2 separate regions of the Macaca mulatta genome follow, and region 2 is linked to region 1. Evidence: chromatin contacts called from public Hi-C data. All regions are on one chromosome and are shown on one strand. The core of a region is the stretch at or near the end of the contact, and the rest is flanking DNA. Distances in the headings are between cores, read along the strand shown.

Region 1 (6,989 bases), core at 2,448-4,947:
ATGCCAGCAGGTCTAAATATAGGTAGCCATCAATTTATCAATTTTTTTTTATCCTCAACATTTATTTGTTTGGAACTCCATAGATTAGAACTCAATGAGGTAATTATTATAATATTAATAGTAGCTTGAAGCCCTCCATCACTCTAGTTCCCGTTTTCTGTCTGCTGAGTTTTCTGTCTTCCAGAGCCTTTCTAATCCTGGCGTTTGATGGTGGGGAAAGTTTCAGCAGCAAGAGGAATTTGCAGCAGTAGTTACTCAGTATGTAGAAGCTGTCCAGAAGTTGAATATAAGTTGGATATTACCTGTATGCTTTCCATTTTACAAATGGAGACATAAGCCCTAAAGAAACTTGTCAAAATACATGCAACAGGTCCATGTAAACCCAGGTTTTTCCCATACTGAGCTGGTACTTAGGACAGTTGATTTCTTGACTGATCAACCAAATCCATTTCCATCTACTTTTTTCATTTTCCCTGATCGCTTATTACAGAGTGATTCTATGTTAGTTTTAGTATTGCTTAATGCTGCCCAAGCCTGCTCTTAGGCTCCTGTTGAATATGTTCACTTATCTGTGACCTTGTTCTTGTGTTGTGTCAGTCACTACCAGTTTACATCACTTGCCTATCCTCTTTGCTTTCAAAATTGTTTGGCATATTGCCTCTCAGCATCTATTTTCATTTTACATTTCAAAATGGTATCTTTTATATTTTTTCCTTGATTACCATGACCAATATGTATTGAACAATTGGTTTATCTCTCTTTATTGATACATAATAGATACACATATTTTCATGATTATTTTGATACATTCACATAATGTGTAATAACCAAATCATGATAATGGTATATCCATCACCTTAAACATTTATCTTTATGCTGGGAACATTTGAATTATTCTCTTCTACCTATTTTGAGATATATGGTAGATTATTGTTTGCTATAGTCACTCAACTGATTTATTGAACACTAGGTCTTATTTCTTCTAACTGTATTTTTGTATTTTTGGGGTTTTTTGAGACAGGGTCTTGCTCTGTCGCCCAGGCTGATGTGCAGTGGTGTGATCTTGGCTCGTCGCAACCTCTGACTCCTGGATTCAAGCAATTCTCCTGCCTCAGCCTCCCCAGTAGCTGGGATTACAGACGTGCCACCATGCCCGGCTAATTTTTTGTATTATTAGTAGAGATGGGGTTTCACCATGTTGGCCAGGCTAGCTAACTATATTTTTGTACCCATTAATCAACCTCACTTCATCCTCCATCCCCCTACCCTTTCTGGCTTCTAGAACACCGATTTACTCTCTCTTCATGAGATCCACCTTTTTTAAACTCACTGACATTTGCAGCAACACAGATGGAATTGGAGATCATTATGTTAAAACAATTGGTTTCACTTGCATTTTTGCAAGTTTACCAGATTAAAGTAGGCTGGCCTTGCAGCAGCAATACCAGGTACTGTGGAATCCAAGTACCCACCACTTAGGCTGACAGCCTTGGGCCTTCTTTCTTTGCCTGTGTAGTGGGGGCATATGCAAGCACAAGGGCAGGGTGGGGGTGTGTAGCAGAGAAAGGGAACAGGTGAGGGTTTAAAAAGTGCATTTTCAAGAAATATTTTGGCCGGGCGCAGTGGCTCACGCCTGTAATCCCTGCACTTTGGGAGGCCGAGGCGGGCGGATCACGAGGTCAATAGATGGAGACCATCCTGGCTAACACGGTGAAACCACGTCTCTACTAAAATACAAAAAATTAGCCGGGCGCGGTGGCGGGTGCCTGTAGTCCCAGCTACTCGGGAGGCTGAGGCAGGAGAATGGCGCGAACCCGGGAGGCGGAGCTTGCAGTGAGCCGAGATGGTGCCACTGCACTCCAGCCCGGGCGACAGAGTGAAGACTCCGCCTCAAAAAAAAAAAAAAAAAAAAAAAAGAAATATTTTAAGATCAATAAAGGAAGCTGCTTAAAATTTCATGTTTTCTAGAAGACTTTGAAATTGGGTCTAGGGTAAATTTCTTCTCTCTAATATTCAGTTCATTTTGGTTCTGGTATTTTAGGACCAGAACTCATATTCCTTTCCAAAAAGAAGCACTCTGGCTGAGCGTGGTGATTCACACCTGTAATCCCAGCCCTTTGGGAGGCCAAGGCGAGTGGATCACCAGAGGTCTGGAGTTCGAGACCAGCCTGGCCAATGTGGCGAAACCCTGTCTCTATTAAAATATGAAAGTTAGCTGGGTGTGGTGGCATGTGCCTATAGTCCCAGCTACTCAGGAAGCTGAGGGAACAGAATTGCTTGAACCCAGGAGGCAGAGGTTGCAGTGAGCCAAAATCACACCACTGCACTCCAGCCTGGGTGACAGAGCGAGACTCTGTCTCAAAAAAATAAAATTAAAATAAAAAGAAGCACTCCGTGGTGTTGCACAGAGTGTAGGTATATATTACATATATGAATGAGTTAACTGGCTCATATCAGGAAGATGAATGGGAAGTGGGTTCTGGAAACCTCATTCGATACCATGTCCTTATATATAGTCCTCAGTTATTGTCCCTCTGTGTTTTAGGCACTGTGAGGTGAATGTTATGGTACCCATTTTATAGATGAGGAAACTAAAGCTCCGTCTCTCAGAAGGTCACACAGGTAATCATTGAAGGAACTGCGCTCAAACCTAAGTCCTTACTGGCAGCAAAGATTATACTTTTAATAACTACAACTGGCAGAGCATGGTTGCTGACACCTATAATCCCAGTGCTTTGGGAGGCTGAGGTGAGAGGATTCCTTGAGGCCAGGAGTTCACAACCAGCCTAAGCAACATAGGGAGACCTTGTCTTTAAAAAAATTTGAAAATCAGCCAGGCATGGTGGTGCATGCCTGTAGTCCCAGCTACATGGGAGGCTGAGGTGGAAGAATCTCATGAGGCCAGGAGTTTGAGGTTACAGTGAGCCATGATCTTGCCTCTGCACTACAGCCTGGGCAACAGAGTGAGAGACCCTGTCTGTAAAAAATAAAATGAAATAAAAGTAACTACACCATTTCCCCATGTTTTCAGCCATATAAGTAACATTTGTCTCTTTTATTTTTCTTTTCTCTAGTTTCAGAATCTTTTGTGGAACATGTAGTTATTCACTAATAAATCTAGTGTCTCAAAACTAAAAGAGACTGAGTATCTGGGATATAACTATCCCTATATTCACTGGGAAAAGGTTTCAGAAGGGATGTCAGGTGGGGATCTGCGGGGGAGAAGAGGCTCTTCTCTGGCTTTTCATGAAAATATAGCTGCCTGTATTTCTGTACTGAGGCCTTGTCAGTGGCTTCAGAGTCACCCCAAGGCTCGAAGTCTTAGCCTTGCATTCCTCAGAAGCAAAACGACTTTAAGTACTCTGGAGTGGGAGCTGTGACAGTGGCTTAGATGATTGGGAATTGCCTTTTCCCATCTTAAGGCCAGGAAGCACACAGTGTAACGTTTCACAGCTGACTTTCAATTTTTAATGAATGCGTTTGGCTTCTGACTTTGTTAGTAAACAAATACATCTTAACTGTCTTATGAGTTCTAGACTCCGGAATCTAGAGCAAAGAAAAAATGCTTTAAGAAACATGAAATATTAACTTGGTACCATTTTAAATCTTATATAACTTAGATCTTATTGAAGTTCCTTTATGAAAACTGTAACCTAAAATGGATAGACAGCATGCTAAGAAACCCCATTTACGTCAGTTTAGGGTTTTCATTTTGTGTTTGACGTGACACTCTCCCACCTGAAACAAGTGTGCAGATCGTTTTTGTGTTTATAAGATACATGGTGGACCAACTATGTAAATCCATCTAGGAATGTGAAGGGACTAAATATCGTTTTAGAAGATAAATCTGAGCTTGTGATAACGATAAGGCATTGGGATAAAATTTCAGGCAGAGAGCACCACCTGGTGGTAATAAGGAGAATGTGAGCTTTCTGTTGCAGTATTTGCCATAGTAGTGATATCTTTGTCAAAAAATTACATTCTTATTTGTAATAATCATGTATTCAAATTTCTAAAACTAATTTTCTGCCACATGATTCTAGCATTCCTTCATTAAAACTGCTGTCAAAACCTTCAGGCTGGCCAGGCGCAGTGGCTCACACCTGTAATCCCAGCACTTTGGGAGGCTGAAGTGGGAGAAGTGTTTGAGGCCAGGAGTTCAAGACCAGCCTGGGCAACATAGTGAGACCTTGTCTCTGCAGTAAATAAACATATTAGCCAGGCAGAATGGCACACGCCTATAGTCCCAGCTACTCCAGAGGCTGAGGCAGGAGGATTGCCTGAGCCCAGGAAGACGAGGCTGCAGTGAGCTATGATGGTGCCACAGCACTCCCTGTCTGGGTGACAGCGAGACTGCCTTTAAAAATAAAAATTGAAAAACCTGCTGGCTAACCAAATAATTGTCTGTGTCCTAAAGAACTGAAGTCTTGTGCTCCTTGTCGTTCCAAGCGTAGGTCCTGTTTATCTCTATAGAAAATCGGTGTCTTTTCACCTCTTTATTGCATCCTCTAATTTTTATGTCACACTTATTTTATGTGGTAAATTTCTGCCAAGTGGGATAACGGAGAAGGAAATATTTCTGAGTTTTCAGTAAGTTTTTGGCAGGTTTCATATGAGTCATTTTTTTTTCCTGGGTGAAAATTATGAAGAGGAGTGTGATAATTTTTCAGAGTGATTATTAGGATGAGTAAAGCTGGCAGGGGATGGGAGCTTCTGTAACATTTTGAATTAAAATTCATATTTGAGATTTCTTTTTTGTTGCTATAAGCATCTTTATTATTTGGCAATCTAGAAATGAGATACTTCAGTAGTTGAGTAAAGTAGGGACATCAACCTAAGGGGAAAGGATCCTATTAAGTTAATGCGAATGCATATTTTATAGGCCTGGGGTTGGGGGGAGGATAAACACAGTTTCAATTACAGGTTGAGCCGTGGACAATCATGCCTTATCTATCTTTCTTCCTGGTAGGAAAACCGAATATAGGCCACCACTAAAAAGTGGTGAATACAGGCCCATCACCACTAAGACGTCTCTTGGGAGAGGACTGTTTATATAAGGTGCTCAGCCAAATAGAATATGATATGGCTTTGCACTCCTGGGATTTTTCTTAATATAAGTAACAGTCTTGTAACATCTGCGTTTCAACACTCATATTAGCAGACACTGTAAAAAAATTGTACCATGCACAAATGCCCACATATTATATAATTCTGTTTGTATTAAATGTCCAGAATTGGCAATCCATAGAGATAAAAAGTAGATTCATAGTTGCCAGGGGCTGGGAGGGAAGAGTTGGGAGAAAATGGGTAGTGCCTGCTAATGGGTTGGGATTTCTTTTGGAGTAATGAAAATGTTCTGGAATTAGATAATAGTAATCATTGCACAACTATGTGAATATACTGAAAACCACTGTATTGTACACTTAAAAATTTTAAACTAAAGAAAAGCTGACACGTGGAGGAATGAGTAGAGTCAATAAACAGGTGGTTATGGTAAAAATTATTTCACTTACGTTCTAGCAGAAATGTCTGATAATCTAATATTGCAGTTTAGGCCTTGAATGTTGTAATTTGTGCTTTATTGCCCTGTTCCTGACTTTCACAGGGCCGCGATGGGCCTCTTGGAACATTGGTGTGTTCATCTGCATTCGATGTGCTGGAATCCACAGGAATCTGGGGGTGCACATATCCAGGGTAAAGTCAGTTAACCTCGACCAGTGGACTCAAGAACAGATTCAGGTACTTAGCCCAAGAGTGAGTCAGCTGCTCCCATATATCCATGTAAAAGGAATTCCAGATGAATTTCAGTCAAACCGGGCACAAAGGCAAAGATAAAGGAAAATTTAGTTGTTAAACACTTATGTCAAATTCTTGTACCTTAACAGAAATTTTTATTCTTTCTATTTAAGATACAAGTTATTCTACCTATATTTTACCTCCTTAAAAACAGAAATAGTCTATGGTCTAGGACTCCATGGGTCCACAAAAGTATTAAGAGGGATCTTTGGGTGATTTTCTAAGACTCTTAGCACTTGCAGGTCTAAAATTTATAGTTTTGAATATTCACTTTTGGTCGGGCACGGTGGCTCAATCCCAGCACTTTGTAAGACCGAGGTGGGTGGATCGCCTGACTCCAGGAGTTCAAGACCAGCCTGGGCAACAGAGTGAGACACCTGTCTCTGCAAAATACAGAATTAAAAAGTTAGCTGGGCCTGGTGGTATGTACCTGTAATCCCAGCAGTTTGGGAAGCTGAGGTGGGAGGATTGCTTGAGCCTCTGCAGAAGTGGAGGCTGCAGTTAGCCATGATCATGCCATTGCACTCTAGGCTTAGAAATAGAGTGAGACCCTGTCTCAAAAAAAAAATCACTTTTTAAAAAAACCTCCAAATCATAGACTTATGGAAATATTTTATTGCTAAAATGCATACGTGAATCTTTGTTTTAGACATGGAAAATATTTTAATGGTACATAATATTAAAAAGATATCATTTTTGTGAACTCATCTTTTCTGTGATTGTTAATATATCTTTAGACACATACAAACATGGAATTAGATGATAACATTTAAAATTTCAAAAATTTTAAATAAATTTAAACATAATTAACCTTAAAAGTATATTAAATAAGACAATGTATATATTATATTTATTGTTATCATCTTAAAAAAGCTGTAACAGCTGGAATGCATATGTGAATCTTGCATGCTGTTAGCTTGGTGGGCTTGGAGTGAGACTCCTAAGTTAATGAGTCTGGCTGACCTAAGAGCTGTACCTTGATATAGCTTCATTATTTTTTATTCTCTTCCTACATTGAAAAGCTTTAATTTTAATTTTTTCTTTCTTGGGAGTAAAAGGGAAGCCCTCCCGCCCCCCAAATCCAGTTGCTAAAGTTGGTAATGGAAAAAGAGGTTACTCTTAACGAGAAAATGGCTTTAGAAATTGCTTTAGACTGTATTTATAGTTGTATTAAAGGTCTAAAAAGGTGAGTT
Region 2 (6,989 bases), core at 2,198-4,697, 68 kb before region 1:
GGTATCAGCTAAATGATGTTTCTCTCCTGAGTCATGCCTGAGACTGTGGGCAGGGGTCGGGGGAAGAGCAGAGGGAGGACAGGGCACACAAGGACAGCCCCACCCAACATATTCAACCTGATCCTTGGAGGCCAGAAATGTGAGACTAAGTCCTGACTGGTGCAGGGGAGCAGACCCTCTTTCTGGACCCCGGTTGCCTGCAAATCTATGCCCCTGGCGGGGGGATGTGAGGTTCCAGGGAGGTCACAAGTCATACCAAGGTGAAGGGGGGCTCACAGCTGGAGATTCTCCATCCTGCTGCCCATCTCTGAACAGATCAGTGAAGATGCCAGAGCCAGGCCCTGGAGGTCAATTGGTGGAGCCCTTCCCTACCCCATCCCTACCCCATCCGACATGCAGGTACTCACATCAATCCCAGGCTTCCCGTCTGGACCATCTGGCCCGGCTTTGCCAGGCTCACCCTTGGGTCCCTTGAAAACAGAGATGGAACAAACATGAGCCAGAGGAGAGCAAGAGCAGGAAGGGTCAAGGCTAAAGAGGATAAAGCACTCACCGGAGGGCCAGCTTTGCCAGGGGGCCCCTTGTCACCCTGCAAGATACAAGTTGGTGAGACAGCACAATACGGCCCACGTGGGCACACACAGGCCCTGGCAGGCCGCTCCCAAAGGCTCTCCTCACTCTCCTCTCTTCTGTCTACATCCCCTAAGCCTTGCAATTTTTGAGAAAAGAGCCCCCTTTTCCTCAAAAATAAAACCCAAATGCAAATTATAGGAGCATGAGAATAAACCTGGCTGGGCTGGAGAGGGTGACAGCAACATGCAAGAAGGTACAGACATGCTGATGTCATGAAGTGCCAGCTGTGAGACCCACTACCAGGGCTGGGGGCTCCGAGCTGATGCCTCTTGGATTTGGGCACGTGTGGGAGGAAGGTTGGGGCTTCTGGAGAAACGTGAAGGGGGATGAGCAAGTTGGGCAGCAGCTCTATTCCAGACTGTAGGGCAGGAGAACAGGAAACTGAGCCAGTGGCAAGGACCAAGGGGGACTGTGAGGGAGAAATTCAGTGTTCCCAAGGAGGGAAGGACCTCCTTCCAGTGACAAAGGACCCTTGGTGGTGGGCAGGCAGGGCCGGTGGAGTCCGGTTCAGCCCCAGAGAGGCCTCCAGGCATTTCAGAGCCCTTAGCAGCCAGGGCCTGGCCGGGGGCCCAGCATCCTGTGTTTAGGGGGTGGGGGCACCAGGTTGAATAGAAGTCTGTCCAGACTGGTAAACATCAAGCGGCCCTCCTGCGGGAGCCTTCAGAATGAAGTATTTAACCCTCGCCCTGCAGGGAACAAGCCCAGCTGATTCTAAATCAGGGAGAGAAAACCGAAGGGAAGAGACAGGAGTCTGGCCCAAGCTGGTCGGCGGTCTGGCCAAGGCTCCCAATGACCCTGAAGAAGCGTCCAGATGTGCCAGAGGCAGGGTGAGGGGTTGAGACGCCTCCCACCCCACAAGGAGGGGAAAGGAGAGGAGGGGGATGAGGCCTCGCTCTGAGCTGCGGCCGGCGGACTTAACAGCAGCTCCTTGTCCGTCGGCGGCTACGACCCGCTCCGCAAGTCAGGCCTGGATTGAGGTTTTTGCAGAACAAACGGCGTCCTTGTGGTGCGGGCCGGCGCCGCCTACTGGCGACGGGGGCACTACATCTCTGGGCACCCCAGTCCCCACCCCCACCACAGCGCTCACAAAGTTCTCCTTTGTCCGCCGCCTCCCTCCCGCCCTGGTCCCCGGTTAGAGACTCACGTCGATGCCGTCGGATCCAGGCACTCCCGGCGGTCCCGGGGGGCCCGGGGGGCCCCGTTCTCCCGGTGGACCTCTCTGAAAACACACACGGCGGGGGCAGTCCTCAGACAGTGCGGGAAGCTGGGCGTCCCCGGGGCTGCAAGCGGCCCTGGGAGCGGGGTCCTAGGGGCGCACCTCCTCCGTGAACTCCCACGTATTGAGAACCTTCTGCATATCAGGCACTGTGTGCTATTACATGCATTATCTTAACGAATACTCAGAACCGGGAGGCGGGCGCTGTTACGGGCCGCCGTTTGCAGTCGCAGAAACTGGCTCTGAACATGAAGGGTCCATGGTCACTGAGAGTGGGCGGTGGCGCCAGGACTCCGCCCTGGGTGCCGACTGCTACTGTGCCAGGTTGCCCTTGCGCGGTGGCGGTGGGGAATAGCTGGAGACGTGGGCAGCTCAAATAAATCACAGATGGAATGCAAGGTTGTGCCTAGCAGGCTGCCGGCCCTCAGTGAGCGGTGACTCGGGTTATTGTTCTTACGCGAACCACAGGCAGAGACAGCGCCTCCTTCTCTCCCCATGGTGCGGGAAAACCCGACGGGAAAGTGGGGGAGGCGCAGGGAAAGGAGGTGTAGGGAGGTGAAGCGGGTACTCTCTTCCCACTCGGAGCGCCCCTCCCGCAGCACAACTGCCGGGTCCTCCCTCCGCTAAGTCCTGACTGCTGCGGGCAAGCAGGAGGAGCTTGCACCTCCCAGAAAGCAGACCCTCTCCGTGGACCCCGGTTGCCTGCAATTCAATGCAGGTAGGTGTGAGGTTTCAGGGAGGTCACAAGTCATATCAAGGTGAGGGGAGCTCACAGCTGGAGAATTTCCGTCCTGCTGCCCATCTCTGAACAGATCAAAGATCTTAAAAGGCGGCCCTTTTCAGAGGCCAGCTCGGACCCAGGCAGGGGTCCCGGTGCCCACCACCTCCCCAGGCCGCGAAGTGCCAGGCTGGCGCCCCGCAGGCGAGCTCGGAACCACACCCAGCACCCCACGGGGCCCAGTCTCTGCCCTACCCGCGCGCCCGCAGCCCCCCGGCGGCCCTCGGAAGGGAGACGTGGGTTGGCGGGCAGGGCCAAGAGGCCGCCTAGGGGCGATAGCGGCGTCTGGTTGGAGCCGGCGCCCCCTGGGAGGCGGCGGGGGCGGAGGCTGCGCAGCGGGTGAATGAGCACCATTGTATGCCCTGCCACCTGGGCTCCCCAGGCTGCCAGGACCGGGCGCCAGCTCCTGCCCCACGCTGCCTGTCCCAGGCAGGGCCGCGCGTCTCGGGACGGGTCCCCTCTGACTCTCCGACTCAGCCACCTCCATTCACGGTGCCGCGATGGGCACCATGTATGCACCCACCCAGGGGACCTGCCGGCGGCGCTGTCCTCAGGTGGCCCCTCGGGCTAGGGTTGTCAGTAGGCGCGGGACACAGGCAGAGCTCCTCCATCCCGGACCCCAGACCCTGCACCCTGGACCCTGGCAGCGGAGGGGCTGCGAGACTTACGATCTGCGCCAGAGCGAGCACTAGCACCTGGAGAAGAACAAGGAGGCAGCGGGGGGCGGCCGCAGCGACGGCCATGGCGGGCGGCGAGGTCAAGGGGGACGGGTGCGGGTCCGCGCACGCACCGACGGCAGAGGCTCCTGGCGCTGGCTGTTCGCGGGCGGGGTGGGCCGGGGCTCCTGAATATGCGGGGGGCGGGGCGGGGGCCGGCGTGAGCTGTCACCTGAGAGGACCGGCGGGGTTGCGGGGAGGGAGGCCGGCGCCCGGCATCCAGCTCCGCCCCGCTGGGTCCACCCTCTATGCTCTGCCCGGGCTTCCCGGGCGCCTTTGCCTGGTAATCCGAGGGGCGACCGGGGTGCCGGACGGAGATGATGGTCCTGTTTCTTTGTGAGGAGGCATAAGGCCGTCTGAGGTCCCCCTCAGGACCTTCAGGCCCCAGCACCTTCCCCCGACGCACAGCTTGTGCCCCATCACTTACCCCACGTCCTCTCCAGGGCCCAGGCCGAGAGCGCCTCGGTCTCTGCAGACCTTACTGCAGGCTCTCCCCAGCTCCCGCCCACCTTGCTCCCCTCTCCTCTGGCTCCTTCCTCTCCAAGCACAAATAGGCCTTTTTCATATTAATATGCCACAGCCCTTCCTGGATCAGCCGTCTCATGAATACTCCATCGGCCTCTTCCAGCTCTTTAGTGGAGCTGTGTGCACCTCCCCCAACCCCCAACTTCCTCACCTCGCTTTCACCTCCCTACCTCTGTCCCAACAAGCAGATCCGTCTCCTGGGGGTCTCCAGTGAAGCCCAACCCTTCTTCAGTCCTCCAGGCAGGAAGCTGTTGGCATCTTCACCTGACCTTGAAGTCTTCCCCATCCAAGCTCCTGCCATCCAGCTCCCCTTTTTCCATTCCCTTTTATTCTCTGCAGCTGCCTTAAGCACTGGTGTGTTTAGGATTGGGCCTTCTCACTCCATGTTCATAGAAACAACTACCACTTTATTCACCAGAGTTTCCAAACCCCACTGTCCAGCATAGCCTGACTCCAGAGAGCCTTCCCTTCCCTACCACTCACTTAAGCAATATTGGTAAAATGCTTTGGAATCTGACTTTGTCACAATTATACATATGACTACAGGCACCTAAAACTCTATGAAGTATCAGTTTCCTCATCTGTAAAATGGGGATACTAATAGTCTATATATCTGTATAGTCTATATATCTAATATATATATGTATTTTTTAAAGACAGTCTTAAAAGGCTCTGGAGTGCAGTGGTGCGATGTCAGCTCACTGCAACCTCTCCTCCCAAGTTCAAGCGATTTCTCTGCTTCAGCCTCCCGAGTAGCTGGAATTACAGGCATGAGTCACCATGCCTGGCTAAGTTTTATATTTTTAGTAGAGATGGGGTTTTGCCATGTTGGCCAGGCTGCTCTTGAACTCCTGACCTCAGGTGATCCGCCTGCCTCAGCCTCCCAAAGTGCTGGGATTACAGGCATGAGCCACCGTGCCCGGCAAATAGTCCTTATCTTAAAGGGGTTTTATGGAGATTGAATGCGATGACTCATGTGAGGCGTTTAACCTCGAACCAGCACATAGTAGGTGCTTGATGCAGTTTGGCTTTCATTGTTATTTATGGATAGCTGTTTTACTAGGTTGGCATCCAATGTGGGGAAGCTGGCCACAGGCAGATCTGCTGAAATGATGAATCTAGTTGGAGCTAGAAAAGTCCAGCTCCACAGGGCATGTTAGCAAAGGGCTCTGGACTTTGAAAGGTTGTCCTGGAGCTGAGTTTGGGAGAAAGAGCTTGAGAGAATGTAATTGTTCTGCCTAACAGAGTGAAGAATTTGAAGTTTGTAGGAAGATGAGAGCAGGAGGAGGAGGATGTAAGAGAGGGATGGTAGGCATTGCTTGGGGTGGGTGGGGTAAATCTATAAAGGATTTTTGGAACTGGGATGTCCAAATTTAATTTTAAGTTGTTGGTTTCACATCATTTATCTCTTCATCTTTTGTGGCTAACCACAAAGAAGGCCTTGTGTGAGTAAGTTTTCTTTTGTGTGTGGAAATTATGGAAAGGGGATGAGATTCACAGTCTGGACAGCACACATTGGTGTATTAATTACCTATTGCACCATAACAAATCACCCTAACATTCAGCAGCTTAAAATGACAATTTCAGGCCGAGCACGGTGGCTCAAGCCTGTAATCCCAGCACTTTGAGACCGGCGGATCACGAGGTCAGGAGATCGAGACCATCCTGGCTAACACGGTGAAACCCCGTCTCTACTAAAAAAATATAAAAAATTAGCTGGGCAAGGTGGCGGCGCCTGTAGTCCCAGCTACTCGGGAGGCTGAGGCAGGAGAATGGCGTGAACCCGGGAGGCGGAGCTTGCAGTGAGCTGAGATCCGGCCAGTGCACTCCAGGCTGGGCGACAGAGCCAGACTCCGTCTCAAAAACAAACAAACAAACAAACAAACAAACAAAATGACAATTTCTTTGGATTAGGAATTCGGGAGTGGCTCTGCTGGTTCGGTCTGGCTTGGGGTCTGTTATGAGGTCACAGTCAGATGGTGGCTGGGCCTGATGTCACCTAGAAGGCTTCTTAACTCACATGTCTGATGTCTGTACTGGGATGCCTTCAACCGCTGGTGCTGGAACAGCTGGAGTTGCTTGGACAGTTCTCTCCTTTATCCCTTTGTGGGCTTTCCATAAAGTCTCTCCAACATGGCGGCTTCAAGGTAGCTGAACATCCTCTGTAGCAGCTCAGAGGCAGTAGGAGAGCACCAGACTGAAGAGAATTGCCTCTCAGGACCCGTCCTTGGAAGTCATGCAGTGGCACCTTCACTACATTCTTACTGTTGAGGCAATTACAAAGATCTGCCTGGGATCAAGGGGAGGGAACAGAGACCCCACCTCTTCAAGGATAAGTGTTAATGTCACTTTTTTTTTGAGATGGACTTGCCCTGTTTACCCCAGGCTGGAGTGCAGTGGCACGATCTCAGCTCACTGCAACCTGCTCCTCCTGGATTCATGTGATTCTCCTGCCACAACCTCCTGAGTAGCTGAGATTACTGGCATGCGCCACCACACCTGGCTAATTTTTGTATTTTTAGTAAAGACAGGCTTTCACCATGTTGGTTAGGCTGGTCTTGAACTCCTGACCTTGTGATCTGCCCACCTCGACCTCCCAAAGTGCTGGGATTACAGGCGTGAGCCACTGCGCCCGGCAAATTGTGGGTTTCTAATCTTCTGGTCTATAGATTGCTGCTTAGAAAAAATCAAAATTGGAAAATTGCAGCTAGTATTTCCTCAAATATTGGTTGTTCTCCACAATCTCTCTCTCTTATCTTTGTGGAACTCCAGTTATACATATATTAGATCTTTTAACAGTGTCTATTAGGCCGTAAAGATTGTGATCACTTTTTTTTTCAGTTTTTTCTCCCTCTTTGCTTCAGTTTGGTTGATCCCATTAACTTGTATTTACACTTAAGGGTTATTTCTTCAATTATGCCAAATCTACTCAATACATCCAGCACATTTTAAATTTCAGATATTGACTGGGTGTGGTCGCTCATGCCTGTAATCCCAGCACTTTGGGAGGCCGAGGTAGGCAGATCACAAGGTCAGGAGATCGAGAACAGCCTGGCCAACATGGTGAAACCTTGTCTCTACTAAAAATACAAAAATCAGCTGGGTGTGGTGGTGGGCGCCT

What was found. A called contact is a pair of places that touch in the nucleus more often than the background predicts.
Region 2: a contact with region 1 is called in a Hi-C map of CD4 T cells, with 3 times the contacts expected there. The contact joins the promoter of COL9A2 here to the enhancer-like site in region 1. A contact is called at or near these places in 4 of 14 Hi-C or Micro-C datasets (CD4 T cells, blood, cortical neurons and 1 more).

Annotation. Positions count from the first base shown.
Region 1 is chr1:200,373,434-200,380,422 of T2T-MMU8v2.0, reverse strand. SMAP2 (small ArfGAP2) reads left to right here. Exons shown (of 10, transcript NM_001266730.2): 2 at 5,606-5,739. Among named protein-coding and RNA genes, the nearest start is that of SMAP2, 30 kb to the left of the region's middle. Within about 2 kb of position 3,697, at least 7 of the 40 cell types and tissues checked have an H3K27ac peak or open chromatin away from gene starts, as enhancers often do. A contact at or near this core is called in CD4 T cells, where this site is marked.
Region 2 is chr1:200,441,318-200,448,306 of T2T-MMU8v2.0, reverse strand. It overlaps COL9A2 (collagen type IX alpha 2 chain), which reads right to left and starts at 3,447. Exons shown (of 32, transcript XM_028835449.2): 1 at 3,296-3,447; 2 at 1,778-1,852; 3 at 554-589; 4 at 408-470. The coding sequence starts at 3,370.